3 separate regions of the Mus musculus genome follow, and regions 2 and 3 are each linked to region 1. Evidence: chromatin contacts called from public promoter capture Hi-C data. All regions are on one chromosome and are shown on one strand. The core of a region is the stretch at or near the end of the contact, and the rest is flanking DNA. Distances in the headings are between cores, read along the strand shown. Region 1 holds the start of 1700065J11Rik (RIKEN cDNA 1700065J11 gene). Region 2 holds the start of Dgki (diacylglycerol kinase, iota). Region 3 holds the start of Chrm2 (cholinergic receptor, muscarinic 2, cardiac).

Region 1 (3,349 bases), core at 584-3,083:
GCAATTATTTGAATGATAATGCACATTTAACCTATGAGGATCTGCCAAGCCATAAGCACTGAACAGCCCGAAATCAGAATTACTACATTTGTAGGACCAAGCATCTTACACCGGCACCCACCAATCGCTTACAGGAGTGATCCGTGATCCATATTCATTGTTGGTTTGGCAGGATTTAGAATTACTGAGGAGACAAGCCCCTGGGCCTGTCTGTAGGGGATGATCTAGATTAGATCCATTGAAATAGGAAGGTTCATCCTAACTGTGAGTTGAACCATTCCATGGACTGGGGTTCCTAACTGAATAAAAACAAAGGGTTGTCTAGAGAGATGGCTCAGCGGTTGAATGGCACCTGCTGTTCTTACAGACAGCTCAGGTCTGGTTCCCAGCACGCACAGGCTGGCTCACAACCATCTGCAACTCCAGTTCCAAAGGATCTGATGGCCTTCCTGGATACCAGGCACTAACGTGGCATGTGCTGTGTGTGTGCGTGAGTGCAGGAAAACACTCACACATATAAATAAATAAATCTAAAAAGGAAAACAACTAATGAGGCCAATATTCATCTCTCTGCTTCTTGATTGTCAGTGCCTGTGACCAGCCACACCCCCTGCCATCATGCCTTCCTGGCCATAATAAACCAAACCAAGACCTTCCTTCTTTAAGTTGCTTCTTGTTGGGTATTTGGTCACAGCTGGGGAAAAAATACCTAATATATCTCCTAAGGTGAGGTCGGCAGACTGCAATCAAAACACCTTGTACAGGATGCTGGAGGCACCAGTTCTGCCCCAGTCCCTCTGGGCTCACCCTTGATCTTTCTCCTCCTCCACTCCTCTCCTGTGGAAGCTAGTCCCTGCTCTCTACTGATCTCTCTTTTGTGGGCTCAGGAGAAAAGAATAGAGAACAAAGAGATGTCGAGGAGGCTGCTAAAGAGCTTTTGCTCAAGGCACTCAGGTCCCTGTATCCTGCTTTAGAAACTATTTTCCCCTAAACATCACCCCACACATGTCTTCTGGGGACCACAGTCCATCCAGTGCACCTCTGGATTCAAGGTGGCATGCCACCCACCTGGCTTTACTAAGGTCTGGGAGGAAATGGTTCCCTGGGATGCTAAGGAGCTGGTGGAAGCCCCTGAACTCAAGGCTCCCAGCCCAATAGCAGGCAGAGCTAGTCCTGGTCTGGAACTGTCCTTTCCCTAGGCTGGGCTCATCCTCAGCACATAAAAGCCACAACATTGTGTAAACAGCCAGACAGTGCCATCCCACATCAGCCCATACCTGCCAGGGCTCTCAAGTGTTTTTCTGACCTCTCCCGACCCCCGCCCACCTCTTGTTCTTACTGGAAAAATTCCTCCCCAGAGTTTCCAAATTCAAAAGGGAGAAAAGGAAGATTCCCTTCCATTTTGATTGTGGATGAAAATAAATCCATTGTAAGTTTCTTACCCCAAATCAGATTCGCTAACGAACTGGTCCAGGGCTGTTAAGGACAAATGTGAATGTTTTCAGAGGTGTTTTTGGAAAATCACGGACAGTGGCCAGGAGACGAACCTGCTGAGCTGTGGTTATTGGCATCGTGATTCAAAGCAGGAAATTCCTTACATAACTCACCCTCTCCCAAGCCTGCTGGGAGCAGGAGAGTCCAACTCCTCCCTGGGCTCCCTTCTGTTCCCAGACTGCTACCCACTGGGCCTGAACATGGCTGACCATCTACTTACTAAGCCAGAGCAAATGTGCATGCCTATCCTTCAAATCCCTTCAAGGCCAGACTCTAGGGGAGAAGATAAGGAAAATACTAACCACTCCCTCCATAAGGCTCCACGTCTTCTCCTTCTATGCAATGTAACCAGTGAGCAAATAAGATACCCTCTCCAGGCAACATTCCATTCTAGAATATTCCTTCTGGTACCATACCAACCCCCACCTTCCACTTCTCTAACCTCTAAGGATCTAAGACAGACAGACAGACACGCAGACAGACAGATGGACACACACACACAGAATCTATCAGTCTGGGTAGGCTAATTACTACAACAAGCACCTCAGTGAACGAACACAATGACAGTTTCACATTTGCTCACATTTAATAGCTGCTCATCTAAGCTGAGCCATGACTACACAGGGGACTTTCATTTGCTTTCTAAGCTATATTTTCTGCTTTCTAAGTCACAGTTCTTTAAGGAACCGTAGCTTGCACATTTTTTATGGAAGCAAGAGTTCTCCTCGGTTCTTCTTTACAGTTTGGAGTATAAGGAACAGATCCCAAAGTGCACTGTGTGAACCCCACAAAGTTGGCAGAGATCCGGTCCGTCATGTTCAGTCAGTGCCGCCATTAGCGGGCCTAACCCTTTCTCCACTGACACGCTGCTCTGGCAAGCAGAGCTTCCGGCCTCACAGACACATGGAAGCTGAATTGCCCAAAGGATTCTTGCGCCTGGCAGAGAATACTCTGCGCACATGGACATTGCAGGAGGACATTCTGGCCTGGCCTGGCCTGACACAAGACTACACGTATCACTGAGTCACTGATGATGGCAGTCCTAGCGGGATGAATGGATGCGTCGTCTGCCTTGGAGGCCAGCACTCTGTGACTCCATCTGTGCTTCTGTTGTCAAACCAAATTACCTCACTTATGGATTTAAAATAGAATCCAGACCAAAGGTGCTGGCTGTGTAGACAGGGAGGGAGGATTCAGTAGACGCGATTCTGGGTACCAAGCCAGAAGAGAAGGCTGGAAGCTGACACAGGCATTCCCACTGTTCAAAACCTGTGGCTTCTTTCTACATTCCTTTGCTCATTCATTCAACACTTTACCTACAGACTGAATGGGTCTATTCCCTTGGGCATGTCTGACTCCCGTGGACCATGTCACCAAACCCGCTTGCCTTTTGGCTGCCATTTAGGTCAGGGTATCAGGAGGCAAGAGGTATAAACAGGAAGTTGAAAGGAGAGAGTCTGAAGAGTAACAGCAGGAAAATCGCAAAACATGAGGTTGCCCAGCTTTAGAGCCAATCAGAGCTGAGGTTGCCCAGCTTTAGAGCCAATCAGAGCTGAGGTTGCCCAGCTTTAGAGCCAATCAGAGCTGAGGTTGCCCAGCTTTAGAGCCAATCAGAGCTGAGGTTGCCCAGCTTTAGACCAATCAGAGCTGAGGTTGCCCAGCTTTAGAGCCAATCAGAGCTGAGGTTGCCCAGCTTTAGAGCCAATCAGAGCTGAGGTTGCCCAGCTTTAGAGCCAATCAGCAAACATCCAAGGAAGCCCTATTCTCTCAAGGTCCTTTGGACAATCCTTTAGATTTATAAAATAAGTTCTATGAGCAAGCATGACACCAGAAGCCGGCTAGTATCAGAGCCAGG
Region 2 (3,349 bases), core at 364-2,863, 2.0 Mb before region 1:
ACATGACAGAATGGTTTGGGAAGGTATGGCTACTGAGGAAGGTGATCCAGGAATTCAGGGCTGTTGGTATTTAATCTAGATGTTTGTGGATTTTGCTGTAAAAGCAGCTGAGGCTCCCCTCTGAAGAGGGTGTACACTGCCCCAGAATGATTAACCTCCTCCACTAACTAGCCTGGGTGTGAAGAAAGTCACTTGAAAGATGTTAGGGAAATCCAGATGTGTGTGTGTGTGTGTGTGTGTGTGTGTGTGTGTGTGTGTGTGTGTGTGTGTGTGTATGTGTGTGTGTATGCATGTATGTGTGTGTATGCATGTATGTGTGTGTATGTGTGTATGTGTGTGTGTGTGTGTGTGTGTGTGTGTGTGTGTGTGTAGTGCTGATCCCCAACAGGTAGTCTTTTTCCCTTTCTCCCTGAAAAAGTCCCTGCCCTGTCTTATATAATGTACATGTGAGGGGAACTGCACACCGTGAGAGCTGGGCGAGGCTTGAGATTCCTTTGCTCAACCTCCTAATTTTAGGGCAAAAGAAGGCCATCTTTACTAGCACATACATCTACATAGGTAGTTTGGTTACTTGCACTTACTGTTGAGCATAGATCTTTCTCGCGTTTCCTGACAGCAGAGATTTCCTGGGTGAAAAACATCTAATTTAGAAAATGATCTGTCTTAAACACTTCGTTGCCCATCGTTCAAACCGCACAGATTTCAATAGTCTTAGAAACAAAAAACTGAGAGAGCAGACATTACATTCCTCCAGCGCATTAGGTTTCAGCCTTGGTGTCTGAACCGGTAGAAGCCCCTTCCTGGGCTAGCTCCTCCTGTCCTCTTCTTGTGAACCCTTAGCATAGGAACCCACAGCACGAGGCGCTCGGGTCCCCACTTCTGCTCTCAGCCTTCTGCTTCACCGAGGATCCTGTGATCCGATTCAATCTAATTAACAGCTGTTTAGGGAGCATCTTTAAGCTTTTAGAAGGCACCAAGCAAGGATCTAGGCGCGGGCGTTCATGGGTGAAGATGTCCCGACCGACCCTCTCCTTGAGAAGAAGAAGCGGGAGCTTAAATCTAGCCCCTTCCATAATTCACATGGTTAAAAAATTCCTCCCAAGGTTCCTCCAGATACACCCCACCACCCCGGCCTCCAAAGGTCCCCCACGTCTGGAGGTTACTGCTTGGCGCCAGCTCTGATGCTGCAAGAAGGTGACGGACAAAATGCTGCCTCGGGCATCTGTCATCAGTGGACTGGACTGAGATGTGCCCAGCAGCTCATCAGTGCTGAGTAGCTCCTGGGTCCGGGTCCGCTTCCCTTGTGCGCTAACCAGGGCGCGGCAACCCGGCTTGCCTCCAAGTTTCCCTGGGCACTCTCCTTTCTTGATGACCAGTGTTTGTCCCCAGCGTCCTAAGCCCCGCGGCTCCCACCCTTTCCCTCTCTCCTCCACTGCGATCCATTGCCTGCAGGCAGAGTTCAAGTTCAGTCCCGGCTTTTGCTCTGGATTTAGAAAAAGGAGAAGGGGTGGGAGAATTGGAGGGAGCCGGCTGGTCGGGCGAGGCCGAGGGGAGGCGGAGAGAGGTGGCCTCTGATTGGTTGGGGAGGGGGAGTGGAGGCACGGAGTTTCCCACAATGCCCCGGTGCGGTGCAGCCGCGGATGGATGCTGCGGGAAGGGGCTGCCATTTGCTGCCCCTGCCAGCGGCGCGCGGACCTGCCCGCGCTCCCGCCGCCTCCAGCGCCCTCAGCCCGACCGGCCTCTGCAGCGGCACCACCTCGGCTTCTTTCGCGGCCGCCGGAGCGGTCGCCATGAACCCCAGCTCCTCGGCGGGAGAGGAGAGAGGGGCGACGGGTGGCAGCAGCAGCAGCGGAAGCGGCGCCGGGAGCTGCTGCCTGGGCGCCGAGGGCGGCGCGGACCCGCGGGGTGCAGGGGCAGCGGCTGCTGCTGCCTTGGAGGAGCCCGCGGCCGCCGGACAGAAAGAGAAGGAAGAGGCGCTGGAGGAGAAGCTGAGGGACTTAACTTTCCGGAAGCAGGTCTCTTACAGGTAGGCGCGGGAGCTAGCGAGACAGGTGCCGCCCAGGGCGGGGGACACTTGCTCTAGCTCCAGAGAGGCACTTCTGTAGAGTTGGGGTTCAGTCTCTCTCTCTCTCTCTCTCTCTCTCTCTCTCTCTCTCTCTCTCTCTCTCTCTCTCTTCAACCTTCGTACCTCCGTGGTTTTGCTTCTATGTATGTCTGTCTATCTGTCTCTCTCTCCTGGGGATATGTTGTTCTCATCCTCTAATTCTGGGTTGAAGAGAAGAAGTGGGGTGCCCCAGCTTCTTCTCCCTGTAACACCCAGGGAGGGGTGCACTTGTAACAGAAGAGAACACTAAGGTCAGAACAAGATCAAAACCACATCTGTGAGTGTATGGGGTGCAAACCCAGACATGCCCAGTTAGAAGAGTTGCCAAAGTTGTCCCTAGGCTAGTGTCATCTCCACACTCCCCCATCCTTGCCGAGTTCACTGGGTGAGCCTTGGGCACTAACCGGATCGCTGAGATCTGTTCTGACAGGCAGCAAAGAATAAGCCATACAGAACAGAAATCCTTATGGGACGTTCTTGTCTGTTAAAGACTAGTGAGCTATGGGTCTCTTCTTGTAGGTATGTAAGTATGTCAGTGGGTGTTGGTGTTACATGCCTGTGTGTTCTCTCCCTCTCTCAGTGTGGACAGCCTACTCCCAGGCTTACCTCCCCCCAACCCCCTGCCCCCACCCCACCCCCACCCCCCGTCCCAGTGCTGGTGAGAAGAGATCACACTGGCACCTGAGGCTGGATGTGTCTTTGACACTAGGACAGTGTACGGTGAACGTCCACCCAATTACGCTTTATGAAGCCCCAATTGTGTGAGGATCCAAACCAAAGGGAAGATTTCATAGGTTCCTTACACTGCTCTCCCATTCCCAGGCACGAGAGACGGCGCCGAGACCACCCTCACTGGTGATTTTTAAAAGTTGAGGCCATAAGCAGAGTCTTGCTGGGTCTCAGAGTGATACTTGGAAAGGGGGGGGGGGCGGGTCAAGGAAAGCATCTTTGGAGCCCTCCTCCTTTTGGGTTAGCATTCTCTTCTAGAAAAACCATCTAAAGTATTAAGCCTGTCACACCATGTGCTGTTATGTAAGCAAAAGCAGATGACAGAGGTGTGTGGGTTGCGAGGGTGTGCTCTGTTTATGGGGGCAGGTGTGTGAATCACTGGAATCCCCACAGGCATTGCCTGGACTGGAGGCCCTGTCATCAGGGCATGTGCTCTGTGTCTAAATGCCGGTTTCTGCTGATTCCTAAATGGTCTCCATCCGTAGCCAGGTGGTTGCTGCTGCATCCATCCCTTGC
Region 3 (3,349 bases), core at 582-3,081, 1.1 Mb before region 1:
CGGTCGACCCTCCCTTGCACTATTTGGAGGCCCAGGAGAGCCGTAAGGGCACAGAAGGACCAGAGATAGAAACGAGGATGTATATATTGTAGAAGAACAGAGGCAGAGTACCCCCCTGCCCCCACAGATGTCAATTTGGGTGAATTCTTACCCTGGAGCGCTCTGCAAAGCAAGTCTCCCTGCTTGCTAGGCTTCTGACACTCCAGGGACATGGAAGGGTGGAGCGCACAGGTGGAATTTCTGTATTTTCTATCTGCAACCAGGTTTGGACCGCACCTCACTCGCTCCCAGAGCCACAAGTTAGAGATGATAGCCTAGCTCCTCAGGTGCCAACAGTAAAGGTCATTTGCGCTATTCTCTATCTAAGACCCGCAGAGTGGTCCAGTACCCACCATGAGTTGGGAGACCAAGCTCCTGCAGCGTCTGAGACTTCATCAGCTCTGGACTGGGGTCCCTTTCCTCAGCCACAGTGGACAATCAACCTTGCGCGCGCCAGCGGAGGAAAATAGGCTTGCAGAGGACTCCCTTCTCTCTCCTCCTGGAAACCTTCCCCAACCTTGTTCCCCTGCCAAGGTCCGGGAACAACAGCACTAAACCTGTCGTCCTCACCAGAAGGCTCTCTCCCAAGGCGGAGTCAGGGGACAGCGTGGAGTGGTGGCGAGAGGGGCCTCCACCCTAAATGCAATGTGCCCAGACCCTAGGGTATAAGGGGAGCTTAAGGGGGATGGGTGAGCGGCAGGAGAGACTGAGCTCTACTTGCCTTTCCCACGGCAGCATCTGGAGTTGGGGGGCGGGGGGATGAAGAGGACCAGAGTGTGGTAGCGAGGGTGAGGGGGTGCCAAGCTCAAAGACAGCCATACTGGAGTATCGGCGCTCACAGGCTGCTTTTTGCCACATTCCACTGGACTTAGCTATCCCAATGGTTTCCCCCGCCCCAGCTTTGAAACCCCTCCTTCTTTCAGACCCGCCAAGGTACGTGTCCTCTCCAGCAAGCCCCAGATGCCAAAGTTTCCATTGGAAAACCTGCACGTGTCAGGGACCACCAAACAATTCTTGCAAACCCAGACCCTCTGCGGCCAGGGTCGGGTGATGGGGAGGAGCTGCGAGGTACCAGGGCCCTTGATATGGACAATTAGAGAACCATGGTATAGCAGAGTCTTTACCTGTCACTGACTTAGTCGCCCGGGGCTGCGATCTGGTGGAGTCTGGCTGGAGCGAGGAGCCTTTGGCGGGCTCAGGTTGGACCGGTTTGGGAGCGAGCGGCACAGCTCGGAGTCCTCAGCTGGTTGCCCGCTTGCCTTCTCCCTGGATCTTGCGAGAGAAAAGCGAAAGATTAGTTGTCGCCACCGCACTTAGACGGGTGGGGCAAGGGAGGCGGGGAGACTGCGGACCCCAAGGCTCAGAGAAGGCTGCGGGGCATTTCACATGGGTCGTATCACTCGGCTAATCTGGGACCCCAATTAGACAATTCGGACTGGAGTTAAATTACATCTGTCTGCCGCCTTGAGCATCACACCCCCAAAACACAGGCAAATAAGACTTTCAAACCTGGCTTTCAGGAAGATGACAGTTAACACCGAAACAGAAAGGAGACCTGGGTGTGGAGAAGAGCTGGGCGGGCTTCATTTCTTCACCCTAGTGCCGGGGAAGTAGTAATTAGTGTCTGGGAGCTGCGCTCCTCCACTTCTCCCAGTGCCTCTGGCGATTTCCAAGTGGGATCTGCGACTTCAGGGCTCTGGCCAAGCCCGCAGGCTGGCGTGTGCGTGTGTGCGTGTGTGCGAATGAGTGTGTCTGTGCCCCCGCGTGCCTGCTCCCGGGAACTGGTCTCCTCGCCCTCACCCGCTGTGTGTAGCAGCAGAGCGAGAGTGGTGCCTCTATTTGTGCGTTTGTGTTCGATTAGCTGCAATGGGCGGACAGTTTCTGGAGAGAGCATTTACAATTTTCTTTCGTTCTGACAGGATTAGTTGCCGTTGAAGGGGGCTCCGCCAATGAAATCTTCTCTGCGCTCTGATTTGGCGGTTCTTCGGTGCAAATATGACAGCTTTCTCTCTCAGCTCTTTTCTGCATCTCTCCATGTCCGACCCCGGAGCCCAGTTCTCGGTCTGCAATTTCTACACCACAACCTTTGCAATCACCACCACCACCACCCCTAGGTCCCATGTCAGCAGGTGCCAGGTTGCTACAAAGGTGACAGGGCACATTGGGAAGAAGGCTTGTTGATTGCAGAAGATACTTATGCCCCGTGTTTCCAGGTGGGGAAATGTTAGAATAAATGTACTTTGTACTAAATATATAGTCATGGAGAATTGTTCAGATTGTTTATTTCTTTCTTTGATGCTAACTAATGTATTAGAAAGAAACAGATATTTATCTGTCTTTGCTGTTTTTTTTTCTTTCTTCCCAAACAGGTCGATGCCTGTGTGTTCCATCAGTTAATGGGGAGTAGTAGTTAAGAGAGTGTACTAGTGAGGTGTTGGTGAGGTGGGATTTTGCTGTCTATCGAGGAAAATAAAAGATGTGAACTTCCTGTGTTCAGAGCATGGACTAATTTTTGCCTTCATTTATTTTAATGAGAAATTCTTTCCCAGATTTATACCCATTGTTTGAAAGTATGGAACTTATTTGATAATATCATAATGTGATTATTCTAAGGTGTCGTTGAGGACAATTGCTCTTGATGATGTATATTGTATCTGATGACATAAATATGTGCTACCGAATGAGGCTTTCATTGCCAAATAGAATTAAAGAAGGAGTCATTGGAACCTTAAACTAAGTAACAAAGAACAGGACCTATCTCTTTTTTGATCGCAGAGACAGAGAAATTGCTATTTATTATGCTCAATGGAATTCAGCTCAGTTCGTGTTGCCCTGTCCTTGGCTGGGTGTTAAAGAGCACACAGAATAATGAAACCACGGTTCCTTTTCTTTCTGAGTTTCTCATCTTTGAGAATAAATACCCACATGAAGCTCTTGTAGAGAGGCTGACCATCAACACTATAAATTATACACTAATATAAATTCATTGGTGAATGAAAATCCTACAGCTATGCCTAAGTAGGACTGACACAGATTCAATTTTGCTGGATAAAAGCCATCCTGGTGTAAAGGATGGTAAGGGTATGTCGTTGCCCTCTGAGTCCCACGCAGGCATTTTAGTCTTGTTTGAGAAAGGCAGTTCTGAACATTATCGCCCTCAATCTACCCCAGAACTAGGTTTCAGTCAGTAAGCAGCTGATTCTTATTTTCATTTTCCCCCCTTCTCTGTTGGGTACTACAGAACGTAAGTTCACAAACATTCTATCTGCTCCTATCTCTAAGACGCCTTCAGAAATTCACATTGTCATAA

Evidence for each region. Promoter capture Hi-C pulls out the DNA fragments that hold promoters and counts their contacts.
Region 2: a promoter capture Hi-C map of embryonic stem cells shows a contact between it and region 1, with 5 times the contacts expected there. The contact joins the promoter of Dgki here to the promoter of 1700065J11Rik in region 1. A contact is called at or near these places in 5 of 39 promoter capture datasets (the 3T3-L1 cell line, cranial neural crest, embryonic stem cells and 2 more).
Region 3: a promoter capture Hi-C map of liver shows a contact between it and region 1, with 4 times the contacts expected there. The contact joins the promoter of Chrm2 here to the promoter of 1700065J11Rik in region 1. A contact is called at or near these places in 9 of 39 promoter capture datasets (cranial neural crest, embryonic stem cells, frontonasal cranial neural crest and 5 more) and 1 of 115 datasets of contacts at active chromatin or transcription factors (differentiating embryonic stem cells).

What each region holds. Positions count from the first base shown.
Region 1 is chr6:35,329,330-35,332,678 of GRCm38.p6, reverse strand. 1700065J11Rik (RIKEN cDNA 1700065J11 gene) reads right to left here and starts at 1,833. Exons shown (of 3, transcript NR_040526.1): 1 at 1,797-1,833.
Region 2 is chr6:37,298,240-37,301,588 of GRCm38.p6, reverse strand. Dgki (diacylglycerol kinase, iota) reads left to right here and starts at 1,613. Exons shown (of 34, transcript NM_001081206.2): 1 at 1,613-2,026. The coding sequence starts at 1,641.
Region 3 is chr6:36,386,566-36,389,914 of GRCm38.p6, reverse strand. It overlaps Chrm2 (cholinergic receptor, muscarinic 2, cardiac), which reads right to left and starts at 1,831. Exons shown (of 3, transcript NM_203491.3): 1 at 1,549-1,831; 2 at 1,164-1,311. It overlaps 9330158H04Rik (RIKEN cDNA 9330158H04 gene), which reads left to right and starts at 1,681. Exons shown (of 6, transcript NR_015589.1): 1 at 1,681-1,759; 2 at 1,959-2,252.